2 separate regions of the Mus musculus genome follow, and region 2 is linked to region 1. The links are chromatin contacts, called in public targeted proximity ligation maps. All regions are on one chromosome and are shown on one strand. The core of a region is the stretch at or near the end of the contact, and the rest is flanking DNA. Distances in the headings are between cores, read along the strand shown.

The links.
Region 2: a contact with region 1 is called in a targeted proximity ligation map of neural progenitor cells, with 6 times the contacts expected there. A contact is called at or near these places in 3 of 39 promoter capture datasets (embryonic stem cells, hippocampal neurons and liver), 11 of 484 Hi-C or Micro-C datasets (B cells, the G1E-ER4 cell line, the N1E-115 cell line and 6 more) and 3 of 130 datasets of targeted methods (large pre-B cells and neural progenitor cells).

What each region holds. Positions count from the first base shown.
Region 1 is chr19:15,664,714-15,671,619 of GRCm38.p6, reverse strand. No RefSeq gene overlaps it. Among named protein-coding and RNA genes, the nearest start is that of Gm31733, 3.8 kb to the right of the region's middle.
Region 2 is chr19:15,867,020-15,874,144 of GRCm38.p6, reverse strand. No RefSeq gene overlaps it. Among named protein-coding and RNA genes, the nearest start is that of Psat1, 54 kb to the left of the region's middle.

The sequences.
Region 1 (6,906 bases), core at 2,335-4,834:
AAGGAGCAGGAGATTGACTCTTCTAAACTTGCTGCTTGCTTCTGCAACAGACACAGTAGATGGAAGTTTGCCAGGACCCAGCCTCTAGGATCGCCGCATATCGGTGGAGAACCATCAGTTGTAAGTAGCATCATTCAAGTACTGAAGTTTTCAAGCATTATATTTTTAATGACTAGAGTACAGTTGATGAAATTACTTGGTTGTAGCTGGGTGTGTGTGCTCTCTTGAGTGGGAATACAAAGAGAAATATAACTCATGGGAGACGTTGTGTCACAGTGGACAAGCATCACCAAGTCAATGTCACCCACCTTATGGGTAGGGACATTCTGCTGTATAATGGGTGTTAGGTATTAGACATGCATATCTAGTCTGGCTTTTAGCCACCTGTTCCTGCATGACCTCTACTTCTGCCTGTATCTCTTCATGCTCCCCAACGAGGGATGGTTACTTATCTGACTGACCAGAGTGTTCCCTACTAGTTAGGCCACAGTTAGTAGTGAGCTAAATTGCTGTGTAGCAAACAGTGTGTGAATACAGCATATGAAATGTTTTATACAGTTTCTCCCCTCCATATAGTGAGCTGAAACAAGCATTCTCTCCATACATATATTGCTATCCTGCATTTTCTTCCCCCTATTACTAGAATATGGCATCCCTACTATGGTCCTATGGTTAATTAGCACAGCAGTGTCCCCATGCTGTTCTCTTCACAGGCGTGTGAAGACCCGAGTCTGTGAGGCCGAGTGGCAAAGCAAAAGACTGTGAGCCACTGGCAGGCTCCAATCCAGCCTCTGCAAACCTCTATGCTGTGTGTTATTGGACAAACATCTCATAATAAAATGATACTTATAAAAAACAAACAAACAAACAAACAAAAGGACCCCAAAATCCTAACATTCCAGCTGGGTAGTGTTCACTTGGCTAAGGGACCATCTTTAGGACAGTAGGCTCACCATAAGCAGGCTAAAGAGAGAAGCAGAGCAATTAGCCCTTTACTGAGGGTCCATATTTCTCCTCGCCAGAGTCCCTGCTCATAGCGCTGTGCTTTACTGGGGCTGCAGCCATGTCACCCACTTTTCTTTTTTTTCTTTTCTTTTTTTTTTTTTTTAAGATTTATTTATTTATTATATGTAAGTACACTGTAGCTGTCTTCAGACACTCCAGAAGAGGGCGTCAGATCTTGTTACAGATGGTTGTGAGCCACCATGTGGTTGCTGGGATTTGAACTCCTGACCTTCGGAAGAGCAGTCGGGTGCTCTTACCCACTGAGCCATCTCACCAGCCCCCCACTTTTCTTTATTACCCAGAAAAGCAGAGCTTCTCTCATTCTCTCTTTTTTCTAACCATGCCTCAGCGTGTTGGGTTTTCCTAACATTTTGGGTTTTCTTACTTTTTCTCTAAAAACCTCTCCTCTCACCATGCGACTGACTGCTTGTCTGCCAAGTGTCTGATCTCCTTGCCAGCTTAAACGGCGTGGCCTTTGTTCCTTCTTTCCTCTGTGTTCTTCCTCTGGGCAGTGGCCAAGGTTTATGGCTTGCCTAACTCTGTCTTTTTTTTAAGTTATTATTTATTTATTTGTTTGTTTGTTTGTTTTATTGTTGTTGTTTTTCTGTCTTTTAAATGCTAATAAAAATGTCCTTGAACTTCAGATCCAGTCCCTTCTTAAGTTCTTCTATTAATGAGTCTAGGAACCCTGAAGGGATCCCCACTTCCCTGGGTTCTGCCCTTGCGTTCCCACCCCACCCTATTCCAATAGAAATAAGTGTAACACCTAACAGCGGTAGAGTTGCTGCAGGAGGCTTTTCCTTAGTGCCTTTGTTGTTAAAAAGCCAGCTGGTGTGACCATCTCATTCTGTCCAACACTCCTGGCGTGAGCTGCACGCGATTTGGAGCTCACGGCTCCTTTGCTGGTATGGAAATGATGTGGATTTTGGAGTCGGGCCTGTGAGGGAATCACAGTTGCTGTGGTTCCCTTGAAGGCAGGAATGATACAGGAGGCTTCTCAGACTGGGTAGCTCTCCTTTTGAGGGAGAGCATTTGATTTTAACAATCAGGCTGGAGCCTGTTCCTAAATTTTCTACAAACTCCAAGGTGAAGCAGGCCCTGCTGGTCCATGGATCTCACTGAGTGGTGTGAATTCCTGGGCTAGACAGACAATCCAGGCAGCAAAGGCTAAGACAGGTAAATAGCACATATGCTTTTGTAGTATTGTCTTTTGTTGTTGTTGTTGTTTGAATTTCTTTTTTTAAACCTGCCTCAAATAGCTTTAAGATTTTCACGGTTTCCTTCTTAAGTCTCTGATGACTCTAGATAGGAAATGATCATGAGAGGCTGGCTTAGGAACGTTTTCTTTCCCTCTACTCCTTCTATGACCGGAAGTAACTTTAGGAAGAGTAACCCAGCCTCACAGACTACGCAAGTCCTGGGTTACAGGCGTGGGTGGCCAGCACCCTTTTCAGTTTGCTAGAAGCCTTAATTTGTTATTTCCTTTACCGCCCCCCCCCCCCCCCCCCGTTTAAAGTCTTCATCTAAGGCCCTCCACCACCCTGACTTGCAGCTGTTCTGGCAAAGCTCTGGTTCTCTTGGCTTCAAGTCCATATCCACCTCATCTTCACAGAGATGTCAGTCTCCTAGAGAAGACCATGTGAGTGGGGCAGATGCATAATGGCAGGTAAATAATAAATAAAGCAATAAATAAACCTCATCCAGCCCAGCCACTCCAACATCTCAGCCTCTGTGCATGCCCAGAGAACAAAAGATGCTTGAGGGAGTCCCTTGGCAGGAGCCCTGCCTGTTCTCCTCTCTCTGACCCCAAGAGGCAAGCAGGCCTGCTTGGTAAGGCCCTGCCTCCCTTCCATCTCCTGGCTCTGGCTGTCAGCCTGATGCCCTCTTAAAAGTTCATAAGGACCAGAGAGGTAAAAGATCTTCCTCATCAAGTGCTGAAAGATCAAAGAACAGAAGAGAGAGAGAGAGAGAGAGAGAGAGAGAGAGAGAGAGAGAGAGAGAGAGAGAGAGAGAGGTGTGAGAAAGGGAGGAAGAAAGCTCAGGCCAATTATTTTTCTACAAAATACTGTATGTGACAACAGCAGCAACCCCCAAAGGGCAGCGTGTAACAACAGAGCCTAATTAGAGTGATTTCGGTGTAATCATTAACTCGCATCCAACACCTACGAGAGGATTTCTGTTTAAACTAAAACATGACCTGCATGGTGGAGAGGCCTTGTAAACTGTCTCTGAAATAAAATATATGACAGGAAAGGTCAGAGCGGTTCTCATTTGAATTTCAAGTAGGGAGCTGGCTCCAGTGGCCAGTGCGGCAAGCCCGAGGACTCCTTTTCCCAGGCCTTCCTGCCAGCAGAAGCAGCTGAAAAAAAATCCTCCAGGACTAATTAATAGGATTGCAAAACAAGAATTTTTCATCTCCTGTCTCTGCTCACTTTCCCTTTTCTCCTCCCAATCAGGGCAGGAAGCAAGCATGGATGTGAAATGGTGTCTGGGGAAGGAGGTGATTTCCTGTGTTGTTGCTATGAGACAGAAGGTCACTGCAGAGGGGCCTGATCCAGACACCTGCCTGCCTTCCCTGGGCCCGGCCAAGATGGCTCTGGCCTTCCTAGCACGTCTTCCTGCCAGCCAAGCAGGGGAGGCCTGACTAATAAACTCTCTTCGCAGCAAGAATGATGCTAAGGCGCTGCTTTCCGCTGGGCTGCGTAAAAGCAGCTATCAAACCAGCAAGACACAGCTTGATTTGCAGGTCTCCAGTGAAATTTAGGAAGGCAGACTGTAAAACGTCCAGGGAGAAGGAAGCATGAAAACATTTTTAGGGAAAGCATTTAAAAAGTCAGAGACAGACATAATAATAAAAAAAAAGTTGGCAGGGAAGCTTTTATTTATTCATTTTAAAACATTGCAAGGAGCGCTGGTAACATCATTTATTTGCCTCTCTCTCTCTTTCCTTCCTTCCTTCCTTCCTCCCTCCCTCCCTCCCTCCCTCCCTCCCTCCCTCCTTTCTTTCTTTCTTTCTTTCTTTCCTAAGGCAGCCACAAAGCCAGTTGGAGTTGAATTCATTTCTTTTTAAAGCATTGTATACATGGAGATCTTTTTTGCACGTCTGTAAGTTTATAAAGCTATAACATTTAGTGTATACCATTAACTTGGCTAACCCTTCTTCCTCCTCTGCTTCCTTCCCCATCCCTTCCTTCCTCCTCCCTGGCCATCAATGCAGGGCTGTTCTTTATCATGCATACTGATTGTCCAGTTAGGAACATTTTATTTGTGTTGTGTCTTTCAAACCTTTTCCTTTTCTTTGTTTATTTTAAATGACCAGCTGGGATGAGAATCAAAGAGTGTTTTAGGCGTCCGTGAAAGAAAAGTGAGGCTTGGCAAAGCCCTCCACGACCAGGGAGTTAGCTGTCCTTGTCACCTTCAGCATAGTCCAAGTCAGTGGTGCAACCTCAGGGACAGGAATAGGTGACACTTGTTAAAGAGGAGACCCAGTTTCTCTGGGCAACCTCAGCGGGGAGGGTGACAGCTCTTAGTTACAAATTTATCAGGCAGCCTGGGATGGCCCGCAGAGTGGGCAGTAAAGAGAAGATGCCACCTCAGGGGGGATTCTTAGTCAAACCAACCCATGAGAATTCTTGCTAAATCCACCCCAGCTAGGTCCTTCCTGGGGAGACCTCCAGTAGCCTAACAACAGGGTTAAGAAGGAAGGGCTCTAATGGAGGTTGTTATAGAAACACACGGCAGTTGCTGCTACATACAAAAGACTTGCATGCATGTGCAAGCACACTGAGAGTCGCATGGGCTGGGTCAGTGTAAAGGGGGCAAATGTCACACTATACATCATATTTTATTTTTAACAGAGACACAATTGTCAGAAAATTACAGAGCACTCTTGGCTGGTCCTTTCTGCCACTAAGTTGACAGCCAAGGTGTTCTCATGCACAGCTTTGATGCAGTAGTGAACAGAATTAGATGGCTCTGGACCCTTGTGCATTAAAAGACCCTTGTGAATTCCTAAGTGTAGCTCTTCAGTTCTCAAAGCAATGCAAGTCGGATGGTGCTGATAGCCAGGGGAAGAAGACACCCCCAAGGGACAGCCCAGGCTTAGCACTGCAGTTGACTTTGGTTTTCAGCTGCAGGTAAACAAGACACAATCCTGTCCTTGGAACGGAAAGACAAAGCTCAGAGTCGGACTTTGTAGACATCTGTGCTGGTTGACACAATTAACAACTGTCTACACTGCTGTTCACACGCTCCAAGTGGAAAAACCCTTTTTCTATTGTTCGCTCAACCTTCAGTCTATATGTGTCCCATCTTAGGCTTCATTAAGTTGGCTGGTGTAGAACCTTGGGTTAATGGCCTAAAAGCCTCGGGTCGACTGAGAAGCTCTGCATAGGAAAGTTGATTTGAAGTGATAACTGAAGTTCTGATCAGGAGACCCACAATACCAAGTGATATTGGCCACTTCCAGACTGCAGGGAAACTGACCTGCAGAGGTATCTTCTATCCCCAAAGTTCCCCCTTCCTTGTCCTATAAAACCTTAAGACCTGTCACTTTGGCTGAGATTCTGTGGCCCTTCAGTGTTCTGATTAAAGAGAAGTCTGCTTCTGGAGTCACCTGTCTGTTTTCTGTTATTTCCACATAGCCTGTATCAATGTATCAATGTCCAGCTGACCCTCCTAGAACTTGTTTTCAGTTGTTGATCATTTGAATGATTAAAATTCACTTGGGGGCATGGAAAACTTTCTAGTAAAGTCCATTTTATCCATTATAGGAAGATTTTCTCCCTCCCTCCCTCCCTCCCTCCCTCCCTCCCTCCCTCCCTCCTCTCTCTCTCTCTCTCTCTCTCTCTCTCTCTCTCTCTCTCTCTCTCTCTTTCTTTCTTTCTTTCTTCTCCTCCTTGTTGCCTTCTTCCTCCCCCCTCCTCTTTCCCCTCCTTTTCCTCTTCCCCCTTCTCCTCCTCTTCCCCTTCCTTCTCCTCCTCCTCCTCCTGCCCTTCTTCTTTTCCACTATCTCTATCCCTCCCAGCTTATTCCCTGAATGGGAAAGTAGACACGTTTTGTTCCATCCCGGCTTTCTTGGTTTTTGTCCTCTGTATGGGTTCCCTGGAATTGGGAGAAGGGCAGCAAGTGTGAAAGAAGAGGGGCAAGTCTTGAGCTGGTTGGTGCTACTTGTAGCTTTCCTTTGGCTGCTTACTGGTCCTTTATACCATCCATGGATAGGCCCTGTAGCAAGCAATACCCAGATGCTGATCTCTTAAGTCCATCTTTAAACTTTGCCCATGGTAGTTTGCTTCATAGTCTCTCGGTGCTGGAGTCTACGTGCCCAGCAAGAATCTCTCTTAGGCTTCCATCAATCAAGACAAATAGCAGCTCTCCTTGTGGACTTGTGCTGCATAGGTAGGAGGCCCATACATCCCTGCAAGGCCATGTTCTGGGAGGATGAACAGAAACTGCTACCAGGCAGATGGCTCAGTTGGTAAAATACTCACCATGCAAGCAATAGGATTTAAGTTTGGACTCCCCAGCACCCATATAAAAAGCTAGGTATGGTAGGATGCACCTACAATCTTAGTAGCTGGCCAGAAAATTCAAGTTGATCCATGAAGTCTATGTTTGGTAAGAGAGACTGTCTCAAAAATAAGGTGGAAAAGCTATTAAGAAAGACACCCAGCATTTACCCTGGCCTCCATGTGTGTGTGCATCCCTACATGTGTACTAATACACACACACACACACACACACACACACATACACACACACACACACACAGAGAGAGAGAGAGAGAGAGAGATAGAGAGAGAGAGAGAGAGAGAATTTCTAGCCTTCAGGCAGCAATCACAACCACTGTTGTATAAAGGACAGATCTCCAGGTCTCTCCTACATCTTTAAACTATGCGGCCC
Region 2 (7,125 bases), core at 3,370-5,869, 200 kb before region 1:
GGCAGAGCCTTGTCCATGACTAGGACACATCCTGAGGCAGAACTGTCTGTAACATCAAGTCCCATCCTCTAGGTGACAGGAAAGCCCACCCCCTCAAGTATGTCAGTAGAAACACTTAACCTCACCTTCCCTAGCAGTACTGTGGAACATTTGTTCCTCTTGGTTGGGTTTGAAGTCTATTGCAGGAAGTAATGCTAAGATCGATAAAATCCTCTACAAATGTGCTCAGGGAGCTTAGAACTCTTCTTCCGTTCAGCCACTCTTTGGGTCAGCACTTTATCCAGAGTCTCTTAAAACCTTCCTCAGAGTGAGGCATGGGCAAGAGGCTCATACTAATTATGAGGCAGTGGCTTGCTGATAGAACCTGGTGAGCCTGGGGCTTGGAAGCATGGAACGATCCAATGTGCACACGGAACATTTGTGTGCAACCCACAGAGTGAACTGTCTTAGATATTCTCTGGCCTCATTGGAAGCTGTTGCTGGAGAGGATCACACTGGTGCTTGGTACAGCATCCTTTGGGGTGGGGCAACTCTGGGAGAAAAACAACAACAACAACAACAAAAACAAAAACCCTATAGATTGTCTCGCAGGGAGCATTTGTTTGTTAATCGGCCAGCAGACGTTCATCCATGAGAACAGCACACGTGGTGGCTGGGAGAACCGTGAAAAGTCAACATCTGCAAACAAGGCATTCTCAATGGGGCAGGCTGATGAGACTGTGCCTTGTATTTTGGACAATAAACTCTATTTATGATAGTCTCCCGGTCATTAAGTTGCTCTGCTGTAAGAGAAAACCGAGGCTATTAACTTCTCCAGATAGAACCAGAGGGAAGAGCGATCATTTCGTTTATAAGCAGAAGGGAAGGTTCTGCTCAATAAAGATCAATTAGACATCTCTGTTAAAAGGCTGCTTGGGAGCAGGGCCAACTGGAATTCCAGTATGTTCAACCCATGTGCTGGTGTTCCCTCTACAGCCTCTTGCTCATACCTCACTCTCAGAAAGGTTTGAAGGGACTCTGGACAAAGTGTCGAAAGGTGGATGGTGGCTCTCCAGTCTGTGATTGAATGGTACTTGATCATGTGCCATGCTTCTCACATAAAAGAAACCTGTCCTATGGTCATGTAGACTCAAAATAGAGTTCTCCATGCTAATGAGGTACCTAGAGGCCTAGAGGGTTTAGTTAATAAGCTTCCCTTCCCAGACATTCTTTCCTGCACCCTGAGTAGCGGGTATAATTTTATGCATGCATTTTCCACCATGACAGTAAACTGTTTGGAACCATGGACCATCTCTTTTTCATCAAGATCCACCATGGGGAGCCATGAGGAAGGCCTTCGCCTACAGAGCTGCAGCTTAATCTTCCATAGAAGGCCTCTCTGCTCCCGGCCACAACCCATCAAGCCTGCAAGACTGCAAGCCTGCAAGCTTGCATCCACCAAGCTTAGGACACTCTCCCCTGCTGGGACAAGCCAAGCTGGAGCTCCCCCAACCCCCAGGCTAGATGCTGTCCCCAGTCCGAGGGCTCTCCAACTCTCTTTGGAACTTGGATGTTCAAGAGTCTGAGAATCCCACAGCCCCAGCTTCGTTGCAGGCCTGGGAACCCTGAAGCAGTTCTGGCTTTTCCACATTTCAGACCTTTCCCACCCCTGGAGCAGTCTCTTCCCTGTCCCTGAGGTGGTGGGGTGGGATAAGTGCAGGCAAACTCCCTGTGTTCTGCCTCCCCAACTGGCCATGCCCAGTGACAGAGCAGATGTGGCCAATGACCTCACAGTGTAGCAAGTGGGTTGGTACTGGATAAGCTTCCTTGTCATTGGTGCCTTCATGTTGGCTGGAGTTCTGATTGACTCCAGGTGGAGTGACCTTGGCTCTCATCCATTTTCATTTTAAAGAAGACATTGTTGGATTCCATCCTCCCCAGTAGTGACCTAGACATCAAAGCCAGAGGCCTGTCTGCATCATTTTCTACTTCTATGTACCATGTCATCACATACTTAGCAGTTGACCAGATGTTAATTTGTTATCCCAACATTTTTGTAGCTTAAAAAAATGGGTGCACTATGGGTATGTTTCCTGCTGTGCATGTGTGGTGTTGGCCTAAGGCTGTGGCTCTCATCTGGAGCTCTGTGTCCACCCAGTTGGTCAGCTCATCATTTACCCACTGTTGGCAGAACCCACTCCTTATGGATGCAATGAAAGGACCCCTTACTTTAATGTTTTCAGTTGAGAGTACTCAGCTCCTAGAGTCCCCGCACATTCTGTATCTCATGGCCCCACAACTTTGAAACCAACCATGGATTCTTCCAGTTACTGGAGTTGCTAGTGTCGAGATCGGGCAGTCCTGGTCAAGGCGTGATCCTGCCCATCACTTACTTGTCCCTGTCTTAGCTCCTGGGTGGTGGTCTGATAAACTGTCAGACAGAGTGAAGACTCTGGCTGATACTAAGCTTCAGCCTTTTACTTCTCCCAACATGAGATTTCATGAGATATTCCAAGTTCATGAAGACCACTGTTTCAATAGTCTGGTAGCCAAATTCAGGGGCACAGTGTCTATGTAGTGTATCTTCTTTTCTGCCAGCCTGGTGATATTCCTACACCATCTCTCTTATGCTTAGATTCTCCCTGGCCTGTCTCTGACCTCTAGACCCAGGTTTAAAGAGCCCATCTTATCCAGTCAGTCCCATGTGATTGGATGACTGGGAGATGGTATATGACACTGGAAAGGAGCATCTTTGAGCTATTTTGGAATTCTGCTACCAAAGCCAGTGAGATGACTTGATAGCTTCACTTCTGCCTATGCCTGACCCACCAGTGTCCTCCTTCCCCTCCATCATTCAGTGGTGTAGATGAAGGAGGACACAAGTGTGAATCTGACTTTGAAAGTATTCCCTAATGAAGGAGGGAGGAAGGAGGGGCAAGTCTAACATTGCTTCATGCTGGAAGTGGGGTTTCATGGTGTTTGGAAGAGTCTCACATAGATCACCTGCTTGAGACCCGACCTCAACAAGGTGACAACAAGCATTCGTGTCTTTTTTTAAGTGGCATTCTGAGTGGTCTGAGATAGGGAATCACAAATAACGGCCAGTCACCTCTGCTTATAAATACAGTGTTACACCATAGTGTTTCCTAGTCACCGGTAAGATGACTTGTCTCCATTTGAGTCACTGGGATAGAGACCTTATGGTCAACAACATCCAATGTGCTATCTGTGTCTACCCTGCTGCCTCTTGGCTAATGTGTTGCTCTTTGTCTTAGGTGAGAAACATTACTTAGAGGGCTGATGTTGTAGCTGAGTGGCAAAAATTAGCTTGCCTCACATGCATGCGGTCCTACGTACTGAAAAAAAAAATCATTTGTTGAAAAGAGGACTGCTGGGGGGGGGGTAGCAAGATGGCTCAGCAGGTAAAGTTGTCTACAGCCAAGCTTGATTACCTGACTTCTATCCATTTTACTCACAGGCTGGAAGGAGAGAGCCTGTTTCTGTCTCCTGACCTCCACATGTGTGTACTGGGACACACTCATGCCTCTGCCCCCTTCTTCAAATACATAAAATGAAAATTTAGAAGAAACACAACTTAGAGCTTGGAATAGGTCTGAATTCTGGGAAGGGTATTAGAGTTGTGTGGGGGAGCTTTGCAGGCAATTCTCAGCTCCATAGAAGCATTGCTCTCAGGCCACCCTTCCCACAGGCCGAGAGTAGAGTGTTAAGCCAGCTGTGATTGGCAGGCATGGGTCTTGCTCTTAAAACACCTCTGGACCCCTGTTTGTTTCTTTGACCTTGGCTGAGGACACAAAATGCTTACCTAGGATGACTGTATGTTCAAGAGTAGAAACATTCATTAAAGAGGCGCCACTGCGTATGCAAGGGACTCAGCCTATAAGTGAGATAGGCCTGGCTGGGCTTTGCTGATATCTGCAGTGTCCAGGCATCTTCCACAGGAGGAGAAACTTCCTGTAAAGCAGCTTCCCATTATGTGTGGCACATTGAGGACAAAATCAAGCTCCTTAGACATTCAGAATTCCCCGCAGATCACCGACTATTGCAAGAGGTCATAGCTGATTACCATACCACGAAGTCTGCGAGGGAATATTTAATTTTATGATTGAGATCCCTGGTACTTAGCAGGAAACCTCTACCCTCCCTTCTTTCTGAGGTTAATGCTTTCAAAAATCATTGCCCGATGAGCTCATGCAAATTCAGCCATCTCTAGAGTTGTCGAAGGAAAGTTTTTTAGACAAATTGCTACGCTCTTGCCACATGAATCCTCATACGATACAGGACTCCAGTAATACTTAAAGTTTCCAGGGAGTTTCATATTTTACTAAAAGGGGAAAAAAATCAATCTTGAATCTTTTAGTCCAGTGACCAAAGAATCACTTGATTGATTTTGTTCTGCTCTGCAGGTGAGCATGCAATCCGTCCCAATCTGTTCTTATTGGGTTTGAAGTTGACTTTTCCTGAGAAGTTGTAAATCAAGTGCTATGTGGATAATACTGTGATGCTAGGCCCTTGTTACAGCCACTTTATGCAGCGTATACAAACACCCCTAGGTACAGTTTCCTTCCAATGGTCTCTCCAATTCGGAGTTTATGTTTGCCACACTTGATTCTTCTTCTCGACAGCAGAGGGAGGCAAAGCTTTATGCAACCGAGCCGAGCCTTAGATCCAGGCTTCAGGAAAGAACTCACATAACAATGAATTCTGACAAGGGTGATATAGATCTGCACTTGCACACACACACACACACACACACACACACACACACACACACACGAACACAAAAGCACAATTTGCAAATGAGTTCATTTTATTTTCAGTTCTTAAACGTATCACTTTGAGAACCAAGAACAAGAAATCTGTAGAGGATGTGGGGAAGGCTTTTTCACTTTGATGAAATTTAGTGGTACCCTGAAACATTGGCTGGATAATATACAGAGTGCTTCATGGGCTGGGTGAATTAACACTCTAATCAGGCCCCATGGCTGAGTTCCAGCTAGTGGGCCCACAACTGATGGTATTTTTTGTTCTTCAGTCAGGGAAAAGCCAGAGCTACAGAAAGCTAGGGCAGTATGGATCCCAGCTGTGACTGATTTTAAGGCCTCCTAGGCAAGTGCCTTTCCTGGCTGCCCATCCACACAGGGTTGCAGCTGGGAGCTTGTGGCCTTTGTGGAAGGCTTCAGGGGGTGGAGAATTCATAGGCATTTATTCTAAGCAGCCAGCAACCTTGGCTAAACTCTTCCTCTCTATACTCTGTGGATCTGGAGGGGGCAAATGAAGAGATACAGCACCTTTGGATGGGCCATATGAAACTTTGAGTTGGTTTCACTCCAGAAATGAATTCACGAGGCAATCGAACACAACACCAAATACTTTTGGAAGCAGTCTTTGGGTGACTGGCGTGGGTGGAGCTTGCCTGCCATGGCCCCAAAATGCTACCTTGGACAAGACTCCTGACCTTCCCTGTTCTCTGTAGAATGGGGAGTGTAGTCTGATGTGCCACAGAGGCTGTTATGAATACCCAGTGAAATGTATCTTTGAAATGACCAAGAATTCTAAATCATGTATGTGGCAAATTGTGTCTGAGTTTGAGGTGGAATGAAATTTGACTGGGCCAGGAAGAGCCAAGGACTAGACTAGAGTGAAGCAGGCAGCGTGGCTGAGACCCAAAATTTAAGGAGGAGTATTCCCTTGCAGGCTGTTCTGCTGTCATCTCTGAGAGTAAGACCCTGCAAACCCATGCTTCCTTAAATGTTGTGCTCTAGACACTCTGCTTGTCTCAAGTATGATAACACTGGCCCCGATCAGGAGTAAACCCCTTGCCTGCTAACATTCCGAATGCAGTCCATATTAATCGTAGAGCAGTTCGTCTTTAGCTAACTTACATTTGCAGAGGCAAGCATGGAGAGACTATTTCTTGGGCTTACTTCCTTGTACTTTTTCATTTGTTTGCAACCTTAAGCTGGTCCTCTTGCCCCCATTTAATGGACAGTAGAGAAACATGTAAAAGAAAGAGATCTGACTCCCCGAACACACTGGAGGGCCCTCACACTTCATCGTGGAGTTGGAGTGATTCTCTTGCTCAACTGAAGATAAAATGTCATGTGACAAACACTTTGCTCCTGCTTTGCCCAAGCCTGGAGGTATTTGTTCTAGGATCTGTCTCTTTTGAAAACCAGAGGTTCCCCCCCCCCCAACCCCTGTTTCTGGTCTGCCCATCAATCTTTATTTATAATTTCTTATCTCATTTAGTAAGGCAGTTTGGGCAATAATCCATCTTTTGCAATCCCCCAGTCCAGGGCTGGGGTGCAGCCCAGAAGTAGAGTGCTTGTCCAGCATGCATGGCAGTCTGGGTTCCATCCCTGGCACAAGATGTGGGTGGGGCCACTCCCAACATAAGCGCCTTGCTCTAGTTAGTTCCATAAAAGAATCTGAGTGCTAAGAAAGCAGTCCTCAGTAAGGATGAGAGAGGGTGTCGACACCTCAGGAGCTCACTTTGCAAATATATACACACATGTGGGTATCTTCCTCAGCTCCTACTTCTAAGATGGGGGACACAGTGTAGCTGATGTATGTTAACTGGCTAATTTGACGTATCAGTGTGACCCAGGGATCTCCATTACTAGAATTTGGATGCTAACCTCATTGCCTTTGATGTCTGTCTACCTGTAGTCTACAAAGCTCTTCACTTCTACCTGTAGTCTACAGACCTCTGTGTTTCTACCTTTTCACACTTGCAAATCATCTACCGAGCTATGCATTATTTCCTTATATACCTACAAGCTTAAATGCTGGTCACAAAGGGTCGTGAGAAGGGATCTTGGGTACTGGACAGGAGGGAATATGTCCCCGCTGTTGTGTTAGAATGATCAATGTATAAATACTACTTTTTCTGCTTAAAGTTTAAGGGCCATTAAGTAAAAACTGGAAAAGCTATTTAGAAAACAATCCTCAGTAAAGCATTAGTGTTTGGGGAATACTAGCTCAGAATAATGAGGTGTCTGCTCCCCGCTGTGCCATGTAACAATCCTGCATCTTTGCCCTACTCCTAAGCAACCAACCTATGGTGATGCCAGGTCAATGCAGATGTAGCGCCACCCAGTGGCTCTCTGGGGAGGATGGATTTGT